Linked DNA regions of Mus musculus: region 2 is linked to region 1. The links are chromatin contacts, called in public HiChIP or PLAC-seq maps. All regions are on one chromosome and are shown on one strand. The core of a region is the stretch at or near the end of the contact, and the rest is flanking DNA. Distances in the headings are between cores, read along the strand shown.

What was found. HiChIP or PLAC-seq counts read pairs in DNA pulled down with a chosen protein or histone mark.
Region 2: a contact with region 1 is called in an H3K27ac HiChIP or PLAC-seq map of VIP interneurons, with 4 times the contacts expected there. The contact joins two enhancer-like sites. A contact is called at or near these places in 1 of 15 datasets of contacts at CTCF or cohesin (pro-B cells), 2 of 484 Hi-C or Micro-C datasets (embryonic fibroblasts and ventricular fibroblasts) and 5 of 115 datasets of contacts at active chromatin or transcription factors (VIP interneurons, embryonic basal ganglia, embryonic stem cells and 2 more).

The regions. Positions count from the first base shown.
Region 1 is chr13:102,214,620-102,221,486 of GRCm38.p6, forward strand. No RefSeq gene overlaps it. Among named protein-coding and RNA genes, the nearest start is that of Gm36703, 130 kb to the right of the region's middle. Within about 2 kb of position 3,217, at least 1 of the 459 cell types and tissues checked has an H3K27ac peak or open chromatin away from gene starts, as enhancers often do. A contact at or near this core is called in VIP interneurons, where this site is marked.
Region 2 is chr13:102,642,681-102,649,212 of GRCm38.p6, forward strand. No RefSeq gene overlaps it. Among named protein-coding and RNA genes, the nearest start is that of Gm41046, 21 kb to the right of the region's middle. Within about 2 kb of position 3,876, at least 64 of the 459 cell types and tissues checked have an H3K27ac peak or open chromatin away from gene starts, as enhancers often do. A contact at or near this core is called in VIP interneurons, where this site is marked.

The DNA of each region.
Region 1 (6,867 bases), core at 1,967-4,466:
AAGGGCATTTCCAGTCCTACTTCTGGCCACACTCAGCTTTCTAATCCTCCAGCATAATGTATTTTGGATACTGTACAGAATATTACATTGATGCACTGTGCTAATAGTATGCAGAATGGATGTGAAGACTATTTTATAATACTTTCATATTTGAGCACAAGTGATAACCCTTACAAATATTTGAGTTTATTCACATTAATGAAAAATTTAAGAGCCTAGAAGCTCAAGTTAATGTTTAGGCAACCTCCATAACTTCTCACTTTAACATTAGCTGAACAAGGACAGCAACAATAAACTGTTTAAATGGATGGGAAAAGCCCACAAGACCTCAACCCTATACAACGCACTCTAGGCAGGTAAGGGATGCTGAGAGTGGGAGAAGCAGTTTTCCCAGGGAAGAGCACACCAATTGGTTATCTAATACCAAATGGTCATCCCTGGAAACACTTCCATTAACATTTTATGATGAACCATGTTATATTTACATATTTAGGAACACATATGTATATTCATATGTGCTTATAACAACAATTTAATGGGAAAAGGTCATAAATTTGAAAGAGAGAAAGGAAGGAAGGGACTATAAGGGGATTTAGGGGGAGAAAGTGAAAGCAAAAATGCTATAATTATAATCTCAAAAAATAAAAGAAAAAATTAAAAGCTGGGATATTGCATCTGGTGTGTGTGTGTGTGTGTGTGTGTGTGTGTATGTGCATGTGAGCGGGGATTTTACTTGTGAACTTTGAGAAAAGTCTTTCCAGATATTGACATCATTGTCTCTAACATTAAGTGCCCTTTAAAACTTTCCAGCTATAGAATGAACACACATGATTCGTCCCCATGTAAATCCACATTTTGATAGCTGTACAAACTAATCATTCTAGAATGTTTCCCTACTTGGTGGTAGCCAAAGAAGTTTTTATCAAAACTGTTTTAACGTCTCATTGAATTGCTAAGTTCTGCAAGCTACGCTAAAACAACTTCCATTAATATAAGTTGTTATATAGGAGGTAACTATTAGTATTTCTCTCCTCTTGGTTTCTTTCTTTCTTTGTGCTTCTAGAATACTCGCAGAGCTACAGATCCTTCAGCACTTTCCAGTCACTCTTTGGCAGTATGTTTTCATCCTGCTCAAAACATTCAAAACTTTTAAACAAAGTTTTCCAATGTTGTTCACTGGCTTTTTTGCAAACCAGGAATTTCATTATTACATTATGACAGCAACAACTGAGAGCAGCACCAAGCTAATCATAAAATATTGATTTATTAGGAATTGTGCTAAATAACTACATGATATTTAACATTGTTTAAGTATACAAATCTAGCAATAATATAAAGTAACTTATGAACCTACCTCTAAATGACAGTTCGGGGTTTAGAAGTATTTTCATAGATAAAAATTACTTTAGGACTTTAAAACAAATTAAAAGGTAACATATAAACTATAAGATAGAAACACATGAATATGATGATGAGATTTTACTTTAGGGCTACTATAAGAGCTACAAATAGTAAGAACTTGGTGAAGATGTAAGACCTTGAAATACTGTTGGGAGTTTACAACAACGTTATCACTTTGAAAACAGGCTGATGATTCTTGAAGTAACTGAACATAGATTCACTAGCTCAGAGAAGAAATTATGTATTTGCCTAAACATTTACATATTCATGTTCATAACAGCATCTTAAGAAGAGAAAGATCAGTGGAAGCAAAACGGGGGCGAGAGGATAACTGAGAAGGAATAAGGTCAAAATATGGACATGCATGAAAAATGTCACAATGAAACCAATGATTATGAAGACCAATATATGCTAATAAAACATTTAAAAGCATTGTTCAAAATAGTAAAAGAGTGGACACAGGCCAAATGTTCATCAATGCATGAATATAGTTTTAAAAGTGTAGTACATCCATATAATAAAATATATAGCAATAAAAACGAATACTTTTATAATACCAACTACAACACTGGACAGAAGTTTAGGGGAGTAGAAATACCTCATGCTGCATGATTCATTGGAAAGAAATGTGGAATTGAGTGGTGTCAGAAGTGATAACATTGTTTACTGGGTGTCTAGGACCAGGGCTGGAGATGGAAGGCAACGGAGAGCGACTGAACACTAATGTAGAGTCTCCTGTGAGCTAATGGGAATGTTCAGAAACAGACTTTTGATGACTTCACAACCTGGCCAACACAATAAAGAAAAATGCATAGGGAGAAGGAACTATTAGGTAAGTTGACTTGGTGGAATGTAAGCCATATCTCGAATGTATGGCCATCAAGCATGACAGTAGAGAGCTACAGACTCAGAATATGAGAATTATTCAGGGGTAGCTGGACCTATAGGAAGGAAATCTCACAGTTGGCCATGACAACTGGCAGCAGGCTGAAGGTCAGACTCTAAGGAGCTCAAGGAAGAAACTGGTAGATTAACCAAGAAGGGTCAACGAGTTCCTCACCTAACTAGTAACCAAGCTGAAGATGTGATTTCTTCTCAACAAAGAGATGGAAATATTTTATAATAGTTATATGACATATAATGTAAAAGTATGGGTTGTGAACTTTTATGAATTGGTGGGAAGAAAACTGTGCAAAGTTCTTATTTTAAAATTAATTTTCCCTTTTAGTTACAGGTACCATTGTGTCTATACACGGGTTTATGAAAACCCAGGTGTTATTTGTGGCTCACATTGAACTTAAACTCCAATGACACTTGGTAATAACCTACCTATTGTTATATGAATGAATTCATACATACATCTACCAGGTCAGCTCAGTGATGGAGACACTGGTATCTGATTCCTGCAGTCTTCCATGCTGGAGCAAGTCTTGGCTCAGAGGCTACCCCCTCATCAGGAGGAGCTGGGACTGTAACATTCCAGCAAAAGAGAACAACGTTCCATGGCAGGAAGGTCTTGCTGAGTCCATCCATGTTTAATCATTCAGAACAGCTATTCATGGATGACTCTTAAGGCATAAGGCAAAGCTAAAAGATTTTTTTCACTTTGACACTGAAACAAAAATTGTGTTTAAATCTAATTTTAACCTCTTGAATTATAATCAGCTTGTGTGAGTTATTTCATATTCAAGGCCTACAGGCTTCAATTTATTTAGGAAACAGGGTGGCATTTATTGAACAAAGACCAGATCTTTAAATAGAATTGTCCCAGAGGATGTCAACAAAACACCAAAGAAATTAATTACTGCATAATGAGAACCATTATTGAACACATCTCTGATTCCAGATACTATTCTAAATACTTTGTGTATGCCATCCAATTCAATCCAATAGGAACATTTGCAATTGAGGAAAATTAAGCTCATCTAAAGGTAATTATACTAGGTTTTTGTCACTGACTGAAACCTAACAGAAACAAATTTAAAGGAGAAAATGGGTTTTCCTCTTATGCTTGAAAAGAGATTTCACTCTTCCACTGTGAAGAAATCATGGCCTCGGGAACATAGGAAAAGGCTCTCTCACAGGGCTGCAGGCAGGATAGAGAGAGCACAGGCTGGTACCTTCAACACCCCACCCCATCCCAACCCACCACACACACACACACACACACACACACACACACACATATGCACTTACTATTTCAGCCAACCCCAGCATTCTAAAGACCCCACAACCTTCACAATAAGGTCAAAGAAGTCTGTGTGGGAGTTCAAGATTCAAGCCCTACTAGTGATTGATTTGCTCAAGGTCATGCATACAACTGAAAGTAGCAAGGCCAGAATCTGAAACCTAAAAATAGGATTCCTGAGATTATAATGCTAGGTTTTTTTAAAAAATAAAAGTGACAGGTTATAGAAAAATAGTTGGTTATTTTCAGATTATCAGCTATTCTATCAATACAGATTTCGACACGATCTTGTTTCTAAGGCAATACACTGATCGTCTCAGAATATAAAAGAACTGCGAAACAATTTTAAGGCCAGGTGGGTCACGGTAGGGATGGTGATTGACACGTTAGCAGATGCCTTGAGGTTGCCAGTGATTTGCATCTTTGCAGGGCTCCAAGCTGACATATTCAGCCTCATTACCTCAGTCATATTCAATTACATCTTCTACTGGAAGAATGTGCACAGTTCATCCACGAGGTGCAGCCGCTGGCTCAGGCTATGGTGTACGCTCTAGTAGGATCCAACCAACTCCATTCCCTATCTTCCAAATGCAGATGGCGGTGACCAGATCATGTCCAGCTTGATTTTGGTCAACGAGACAAATATTTCATTTCCCCAAAACTAGCAGAAGTAAAAGTATGTTTATATATTTACTGTTGACAACGTTCTCATTCTGTTCATAAGAAGCTTATGAATATTATGTTTGAAGTGCTATGATGAAGCACCCGAGACTAATAAGTTAAAAGGAGATATTTACTTAGTTCACAACTCCAGAACCAGGTGGTTTAACCTCTAGTGAGAGGGACATGTATGATGAGGGTAGACTTCATCATTAAAGAGAAGGTTAGAAAGAAGCTGGAGTCACACAATCCACACCAACGAACTGTCTCTGTGGCCTCCCTTTATACCCCACTTCCGAAACGTTTCACAAGCTCCCAACATACTTACTTGGGGACTAAGCTTTTTATCACAATTTACCTTTGTAGAGTACTTAACCCAGAGTCAACCATAGTGAAGTTCTTTTTTAAAATTAATTCGTTCATTCATTAATTTTCTATACATCCCAACTGTGTTTTCTTCATTCTCCTCTCCTCCCAGTTCTTTCCATTCTTTCAGCCCCAACCACTCCTCTTCCCTTTCTTTTCAGAAAAGGGGAGGCCCCCCATGGATGTCAACTAGACTTGGCACATCAAGTTGCAGTAAGGATAGGAGCATTTTCTCTATTGGAGCTGGAGGAGGGGTCCAGAAGTGGGGAAACAGTCCCAAGGCCAGGCAAGAGAGTCAGACCCAGCCACTTATACCAAAATTTTTGAGTAGACAGACTGCTGGAAATATTTAGTATGTTAAGGAGAGACCCCTGCTTATATGTATACCTCTAAGGTTGGAGTCATGGAGACTAAATGTGCTTTTGTTTCTTTTACAAAGACCCTGGCACATTGGCAATCAGATGGCATTAGGAGCTGCCCAAAGAGCTTGCTTCTTTGCCCAAGGCTTAAGGAAATCCAAGATTATATCTGAGCATGTTTGTGGGAATTATCTTGATTGCATTAACTGAGATGAGAAGATCCACCCACTGTAGGAGGTACCATTCCCTAGGCAGAGGATCCTGGATGACATAAGAATGGAGAATGGAAACCAAATACTAGCATGCATGCCTTCATTGTTCTCTGCTAGTGACAGTGAATGTGATGTCACTGGTTCTCTCAAGCTCCTGTCCCCATGACTCCTCTGTCAGGATGGATTGTCACCCAGAGTTGTGAGCCAAATAAGTCCTTTCTCCCTTAAGTTATTTGTGTCAGGATTATTTTAATCACAGAAACAGGAAAGATACTCAGAGAGAAGGTAAATAAATGTTTGCAATGATATAAGTAAGCAATGATAATTGTTTTATGAAATTTTATAAATAAAAATTTTGAAAACAGAAGACCTAATTGATTTGTAGTGACAATATAAACTCCGCATTAAAGTCCAATGAAAAGGGGATAAGAAAAAGCATCCAATCCCATTACTCCCATAAGGCTGGATGAAAAAAAGAAAAAGACTCTAGTCAATGGAGTTCAGAGTGTGCATATGGGCCCACATTTTGTCAACATGTCTACAAAAGTTAAAATGGAGTCCAGCAATGATTGTGTAACAGGCCCCCCTAAACACTAGCATAACTGAGACCACATTATATGCATCATTCTGACTTTAAGCCTAACACTTAGGCCCCCAACACCTGCCAAAATGGGAACAAAGACATCATCCATCAGAGAGAGACCTTGTCCACAACTCCAGGAGAGCACCCTGCCTTCCTCTAGCGCCCCTCCTTCAGCATCCCTCGTCCTTCTCATTTCTCTTAGGACCACTTCTTATTTTCATGAGAGAATGTATTTGGAATTTGGAAATATGATCTGGGTTGTAGATATGTTTTTATTTCAAAGTTTCTAAAATGGGCTCTTCTTAAAAATTATGTTTAAACTATTTATATTTTATTGTAAAGACTGATACATTTTGAGTATTAGCTGCCACGTTATTTTTTAGTTCTGTTTTCTGTGCCTTTGATTGTTTTACATTTTCTGCTGGTAAAATCTCTTCTTCCATCCTTCCTTCCTTGCTTCCTCCCTTTCTTCCTTCCTCTCTTCCCTCCCCCCTCCTTCCTTCCCTCCTTCATTCCTTGCTTTTTTTCTTCCTCCTTCACTTTCATTGTTGCTCATTTTATAGTTGTGTTATATCACATGGGGTTGCCATTAAGTTTCTGATAGAAATATTTTTAAATGTTAATGGAAATTGGAGCACGTATCCATTGAACACTCTCATTTTAGATGGTGTCTCTCTAATAGTATGCTGATATTGTATCCAGTGTGTCAGTGTAGCATTCAGTCAATTCCATAAAATGAGTGAAAATGTTGCATGCCATGCTGCAGGTGAAGAAGTAGGACAGTGTCCCCCACCCCCCAAAGTTCCATTAATGTCCCCTTTCTGGCACATTCTTTCATCTAGTACTTCATTTACCCAGTATTATTTTATGAGATTAATGTGTTCATTTACATATAGTTATAAATAGTTCATTCTCATTGTATACGATTTGTCTGTATAAATAAAGAAAACACATGTTCCTATTAAGAGGCATTGGACTATACACCCAGCTAACTTTTCTGCTGTCTTTGGAGAGCATGGATGCATACCTTTAAAAGCAGCCTGGTTTCTTTCTCTGACAGCTGATCTGTTTCGTATGGCACTCTTGCAGAACCTTTTA
Region 2 (6,532 bases), core at 2,626-5,125, 430 kb after region 1:
TCAGGATTTTGCTGCTTGTCTTTAAGACTAGGCCCTACTCTATAGCCCAAGCTGGCCCTGAACTCACAGCAATCTTCCTGTTTCAGCCTCATGAGAGTTGGGATCATGCCTGACTTCACTAATTCTATATTAACCAACCTCCAAGTGATTCAAAATTCCTCGTGAGGGAACCAGATTATTTGCATTTTTTTCAAATCAAGTTAGGAATTTGGTTCTTTTGTGATGGTTTGCTCCAGAATCTAGGATACTTCCCCTTCTCAACTATCCTATAATTTTTAATTCTAATTACCATAGGATATATGGTATCTTAATTTTTTTAAAACACCATCAAATTATCTGAATTTTTTTAAAGATAATGTGATGAATTGTCCAAACAAGTTGCTTGGATCCCCAATGTACTGTGAGAATTGGCATATAAAAAGAACAATGTGTATATGTATCAGAAATAGCTGCTATCTTGGCCCAATGTATGACAGGGTATATTGCAAACTTTACTTTCTTTACAGTTCTCTCTCTCTCTCTCTCCCTCTCTCTCTCTCTCTCTCTCTCTCTCTCTCTCTCTCTCTCTCTCACACACACACACACACACACACACACACACCTTTCCTTCCATATACCTTTTCTACAAGCTAATAGACATATGATTCGTATAATAATAATATACAGTTCTGTTGACTACTTCAAAACAATTCATAGCAGTAGTAGCAGAAATAGCTGTTTATATTGCTGCAGGCTCAAATTTAGTTAACACACTGGTTATCTAAATAAGGAACATTCCTTAGAGGTTCATATTTTAATTAGCATCTTTTTTTCCCCAAGTAGGGACTGGATAATTTTTATATCATGAGTTGTATTTACAGCTGGAGCAATGCCTCTGTAATTGAGTCAGCCAAGAATCAACCCAGCCATAATTTTCATCAGCGACCTGTATGGTTTTCCCCAGCTAGAGGGAAAACCAGGGACCTTCCCCTGGCCACCTGCTCTGTGGATGATGGGAAAATATGACAGCTTGACTGACAAAGTGATGAGATTATATAAAAGAAGGAGAAAAGAAATACACACACCCTCAGGGTATAACTCAATGGTAAAGTATAGGCTTGGCACACTGGAGGCCCCGGGTTCAAACCCAGCTCACAGTCAGATACAGCAGTGCTGGGCTGGAGTCCCGGAGACTTTGTTTGCTGAATCTTAAGGACCCATGAACTCAAGACCAGATGGGGCAACAGAGTGAGATTCTGTCACATAATAACAACAAAATACTTCCAGCCACACACACACACACACACATACACACACTGCTCTCTATATTGTCTCTTTCCTTTTCTTTGTTAAAGTAATTCATAATGTTTTATTAGATTTTTATCTAAATTCAAATTGTGATGTGTAGACATTTCCCTCTAACATCCCTGAATTTTTCCCTAGAGAATAACTACAAGGCCCCATGCCATTTCCTGCCGTGTAGTGTGGCACTCGTAGGGGAGTTAGTTCTTGGGACCTCATGGTAGGAATGGAAATGCTCTCATATCTCCTGATCTAGAGGGCTGCTCTGAGTTCAGCAATGCGAATCCCTGGGCTTCTCTGCTTGTTCCCCTGGACGACTTTCCACTCCTGCCTTCAGGAACCAGATTGTCCGAGCCATTATAGCAACATCCCATCTTCCGTGTACAAACTTGTGAAATACCAGCTTTTCATCTCACTGTCGGCAAATGGACGCCTTATGCACATACAGAACACTCTGCCACGACTCTAGTCACTGGAAATAACGTGGCACTGACATCAGGGAGTCACATAACAGACGACATGTCTAAAGGACAGAACTATTTTCCACAGAGTATTAATTTACCAACTTCCTACATGACAATTTCCCAAAGCAGCCGAGAACATCTGTGACCCGCAGGCTTCATGTTTCCCTTAATGGGGCACTAATTGTTTTTAAATAAATGTCCCCCACTGTGCAAGCTCTCAACGTAGAATAGAAGTGGGTTGAGGGGTAGAAAGCCTAGCCTATCATTCTGATGTCTAAAATGTCACACTTTCAAAGATGCCAGGGAGATGAAATGCATTTAATAATCAATGTAAAAAATTTAACACATGTTGAAGCTCCTGTTTGAATTATAAAAGTATCAATTATAAAATGTCTACCCTCCCCCGCAAAAATACCAATTTCCACTCCCTATAACATTGCTCCTTAAAATGGTTACAGGCGGGATCCACATGCATACAGCAGACTACACAGGCGTTGCTGGTGCATGCGTTTTGCTGGCTCGCTCTTGACACAGACTATTTTCTGCACGAAAGGCTCTTTCATTGTGTTTTCCTTATTTGTATCTTTTTCGGGGTTTGGAAATGAGGTGTTTTCATAGCGCCACCTTGTGGTCATGAGCCATATGAAATTTATACACCCAGCCTAACCTCAGCTTCCTTTCCCGGACTCGGCTTGTTGGAGATTTTTGTTTCGCCTTTGTTATTGTTTTCTCTTTCCTTCTAGTTAATATTCAAGAGTTGTTCTTTGCCAGTGATGCTACTGAGAATAATGACCCAATTCAAACAAAATAGACCATTAAAAATTTTTATGAAAATGTCCTAATGTAGTACCTGCACACTTAGGGATATGCCCCTCAATCAAGGGACTGCGGAGAGGGGTGTGCTAAAACCCCATGGGCACAGGAGAAATGTTGAGGCGGGCTTTAACTGAGAGCATTCTGGCTAAACTTCCCTTACATCTGCCGTGGTTTTCAGGGCTGGCGCTGGTCTGAAATTCAGAGAGCTCAGCAGGACAGGCAACTGATTCCAAGGCACAACGATGGGAATATTAAAGCCATTGATATTCTCCACACGGCAGCAGGAGCCACAGCCAGGTGCTAAAGGAATTGGTGGTTTATGAAGAAATAATCAAATATTCTTTCCTTCCCTTCTCTTTTTTTTGTTTTGTTTTGTTTTGTTTTTTGTTTTTTTGTTTTTTGTTTTGCTTTTTTTTTCCAGCCTCACACCAGACCCAGCCTTCTTATCTCCAGGGAGAAGAGTGCCACTCTGTAAAAATAATAGAACTCTTCCCCCCATGTCTCCCAAAACCACTTCAATTCTGAAGGCTTCATTACACTCGAAGAAACTCCGGTCCAATGACAGGTGTGGACTGTCAAGCTTTGAGGTAGGTAATCATGGAATAGAGTTTTTAAGATTTAGATAACTAAATCCACTGAAGGCTCCATCCACCTTTGTAAGTCGTTGACTCTCAGAAATTTGAAACAGGCCGGGAGGTAAATTTGCATGGTAGAAACAAAAGAGGAGAGGATACCTGGGGGTGACATTAACAAGAAAGGACCCGGTCCCTGGGCTACTTAAGAGCACCAAGGCTGCTCAAGGACCTTCCCTGAGTGGAGGCCTTGGAAAAGGTGACCTAATTTAAAGGGCGAGCTGAGATTCACACATAACTTTGTGCATGCATGCGTGCACATAAGCTCAAGGATAAACATCCAGCCCCGTTGGCATAGACATCGGGTTTCGCCTCAGCTCCTAGATTTGACCTCTGTGAAAGACAATGGCTTCTGACTTTCTCAAACGTCAACAAGAAATCCGCAAAGAAGGCATAGGGGTCAAGGACTCGAAAGTCGCATTTGTAGACAGTGTCACAACAGTGTCGCCCTGACAGAGCGGCTGAGGATAAAACTCTTATGTGTTTGAACCTGGAGAGGATGAGGTAACTGGATGGGCCACAGGAAGTCCCAAGTGGGCCACGGAAATTGACAAACCCCCATGTGTCATCCCACAAGTGAAGGTTCTGGAAGTTTTCCAAGTCTGCCAGTGATCCCAGCTGACCTTTCTCAGTCTGGCAGACTCGGGGCCAGACTGTGGAGAAAATGACTGAGAAGCAAATTCCTGCTGCTTCCTGGTGAGCCCGCTTCACTTTCCAGTAAGTCCCCAGTGGTATAATTGTTCCTTTATCTGCACAGGAAGAGAATTGTCGATTCCTTCTGGAAACTAGAGAGGGCCTGCCCACTCTCCTGGATGCTGGCTCAGAGTCTGTGCATAGGCAGACCTGGAAGGAAGCCCGGTCCTGCGGGGACCACCATGTCATAGTAGCTCTCAGCATCAGGCTGGATGGGGACTTTAATTCTCTAAGATTCAAAGGCCTCGTTGATGATCACCAAGCAGAACTTGCTGTATGTTACTATGAAACTTGGACCAACAAAGGGTGACCCACTGGCCAAAGCCAGGCCCTCTCCTGTGTTTATGACCGCGTCTTTTCAGAAGCATATCCCCGCTCGTTCACATTAGTCCCCTGTACACCAACTCCCCTCCATGGCAGAGGTGAGGAGCTGCACCAGAGCTCCCATGTCTGCCCAGCCCGGATTGCTCACTGCCTGGGCCTTCACATGAGAAAAGCTCACTGACTCCAGTTCAGCAGAAAGGCCGTTCTGGTAAGGCAGTGTAGTATCTGGAAAGACCCTGAGAAGGGACTCAAAGGCCTGAACTCAGGCTCTGCCTCTATCAGAAACCAGCAGGTGAATGACTGAATACCTTTCCAGGGGCACGGGATGTAAAAAAAAAAAAAAAAAAAAAAAAAAAATGTGATCTCCATCTCCAGTGCCAAACTGGTTACCCAATACTTTTTGTTTCCAAAAGCTTTTTTTCCTATTTGTGACCCAAGGACTATGATATTTGAGGTTATTACATTGGTATTGACACCTTGTAAAAAATAAATAAATATGGGAATACAGAGATAGAGAGTTCCTTGGTTTAAAGCACTATCTGCTCTTTGAGAAAACCCAAGTTTGGTTTCTAGCATCCATCGAAGTAGAGTACCCTACAACCATCTATAACTCCAGCCTCAGGGGGGTCTGACACCCTTGCTGGCCTCCACATGTACATGTGTGTGCAGACACACACACATAGACACATAAATTTAAAAAAAAAAAAACATTTTAAAGAAAGACTAGAAACACTCATTTAGGTCCCCACACAGATGCATCCCAAAGTACTCAGAGCCCACTGATACACCCACACTTCCTGCATTGCCCCTCTACAGAAGAGACATGTGTCTTCTGGGGCCTCACCATCTGTGGAGCAATGATCAAAACATTACTATTCAGTTACTCTCTAAGCACAGCTGTAGAATCACGGAGACGTGTTTTTACAAAACCAAGCAATTGTCTGAGTCTGTCTCCCAACCGAAGAACGGGGAAAGTCTAATTCACAGAACAATTCCTACTTTATAGAGCCTTTATATACAACATGCGGGGTACACTCCTGTTTACTTGTTTTTCATGCCATCTTTATTTAGTGTGTACTTTATAAGACTTGCAAATAGTTTCCAAACATCTCCGAATTTAAGAGGAAAAATGCAACTGAGTGAAGCTGATTTAAATTAGCTTAGTCTGGGTTCTTCCCAGAAGCAGAGCCCAGATGAGAGAAGATGCCTTATTTTTGGAATTGATTTGAGGAAACAAGTAGAGAAACAGACAAATTAAAATAGGGCCAATCATAGGGTCTTCAACTAGGTTGGTTACTGGATATGGACAACCAAGGATCCTTCCTCCTGGGCTACTGTGAGCTTCTTTGTGGAATGGCTTCTGGTATACCTTCCTGAAGGATGTAGGTCAGACATAATGATACACTTACTCCCATTATTGCCCTATGTGGCTCTAATCTGCTCACATTTCCAGTGTGAACACGAGGCAGAAGTCAGATCTGCCACAGCCTGAAACTCCATATCAGCAACCAAAGATTGTATGATACACCGGCCGGAGGGAGCCCATGCATCACAACTGCATAGAGCATTCATAGCCAAGACCACAGTCAAACAGCAGGCTGGGAGAACATAAAGAAGGACACAAAAACACCCCACCCAGCATGTGAAGTCTAAACCCTACTATGTCATATTCCCCAATCACCAGCACTTAGGGTAGTATGGCTGCAGTAGTCCTTTACTATCAGGGATGCCTCTGACATTATAATAAATTCCCTTTGTTTGCTGGCTTATGCAGAAGACATCAGATTAACACTTTTGATGAAAAGGAGAACTCGAATTCTCTCCCATTGAATAGAGAGCAATGAATGGAGGAGAGTGTAAGAGATGTCTCCAGGGGCTTGGAGAGATGACTCAGTGGTTAAGAGCACTGACTGTTCTTCCAAAGGCCCTGAGTTCAAATCCCAGCAACCATGGTGGTTCACAACCATCTGTAATGGGGTCTGTAATGGGATCCGATGCCCTCCTCTGGTGTGTTTCAAGAGAACAACACTGTACTCACATACACAAAATCTTTAAGAGAGAGAGAGATCTTCAAAAATTGAGCAGTATCATAGAATTGTTTCAATAGACCAATGTGCTCCTAATTCAAGGAAGTACCAAGAAGGAAAAGTCACCCTTGAGCAATGATCAAAGCGCATGTAAAAAATAAAATAAAATAAATTTAGAGAGGCTTAAATAAATATGTGTGGGGAAATGAGCATCCATGCAGTTGATGAGGGAGACAGGTCCTCCTCCATCATGGCTCCCTGGACCTCATCCCAGCATATTGTGTTCCATCCACTG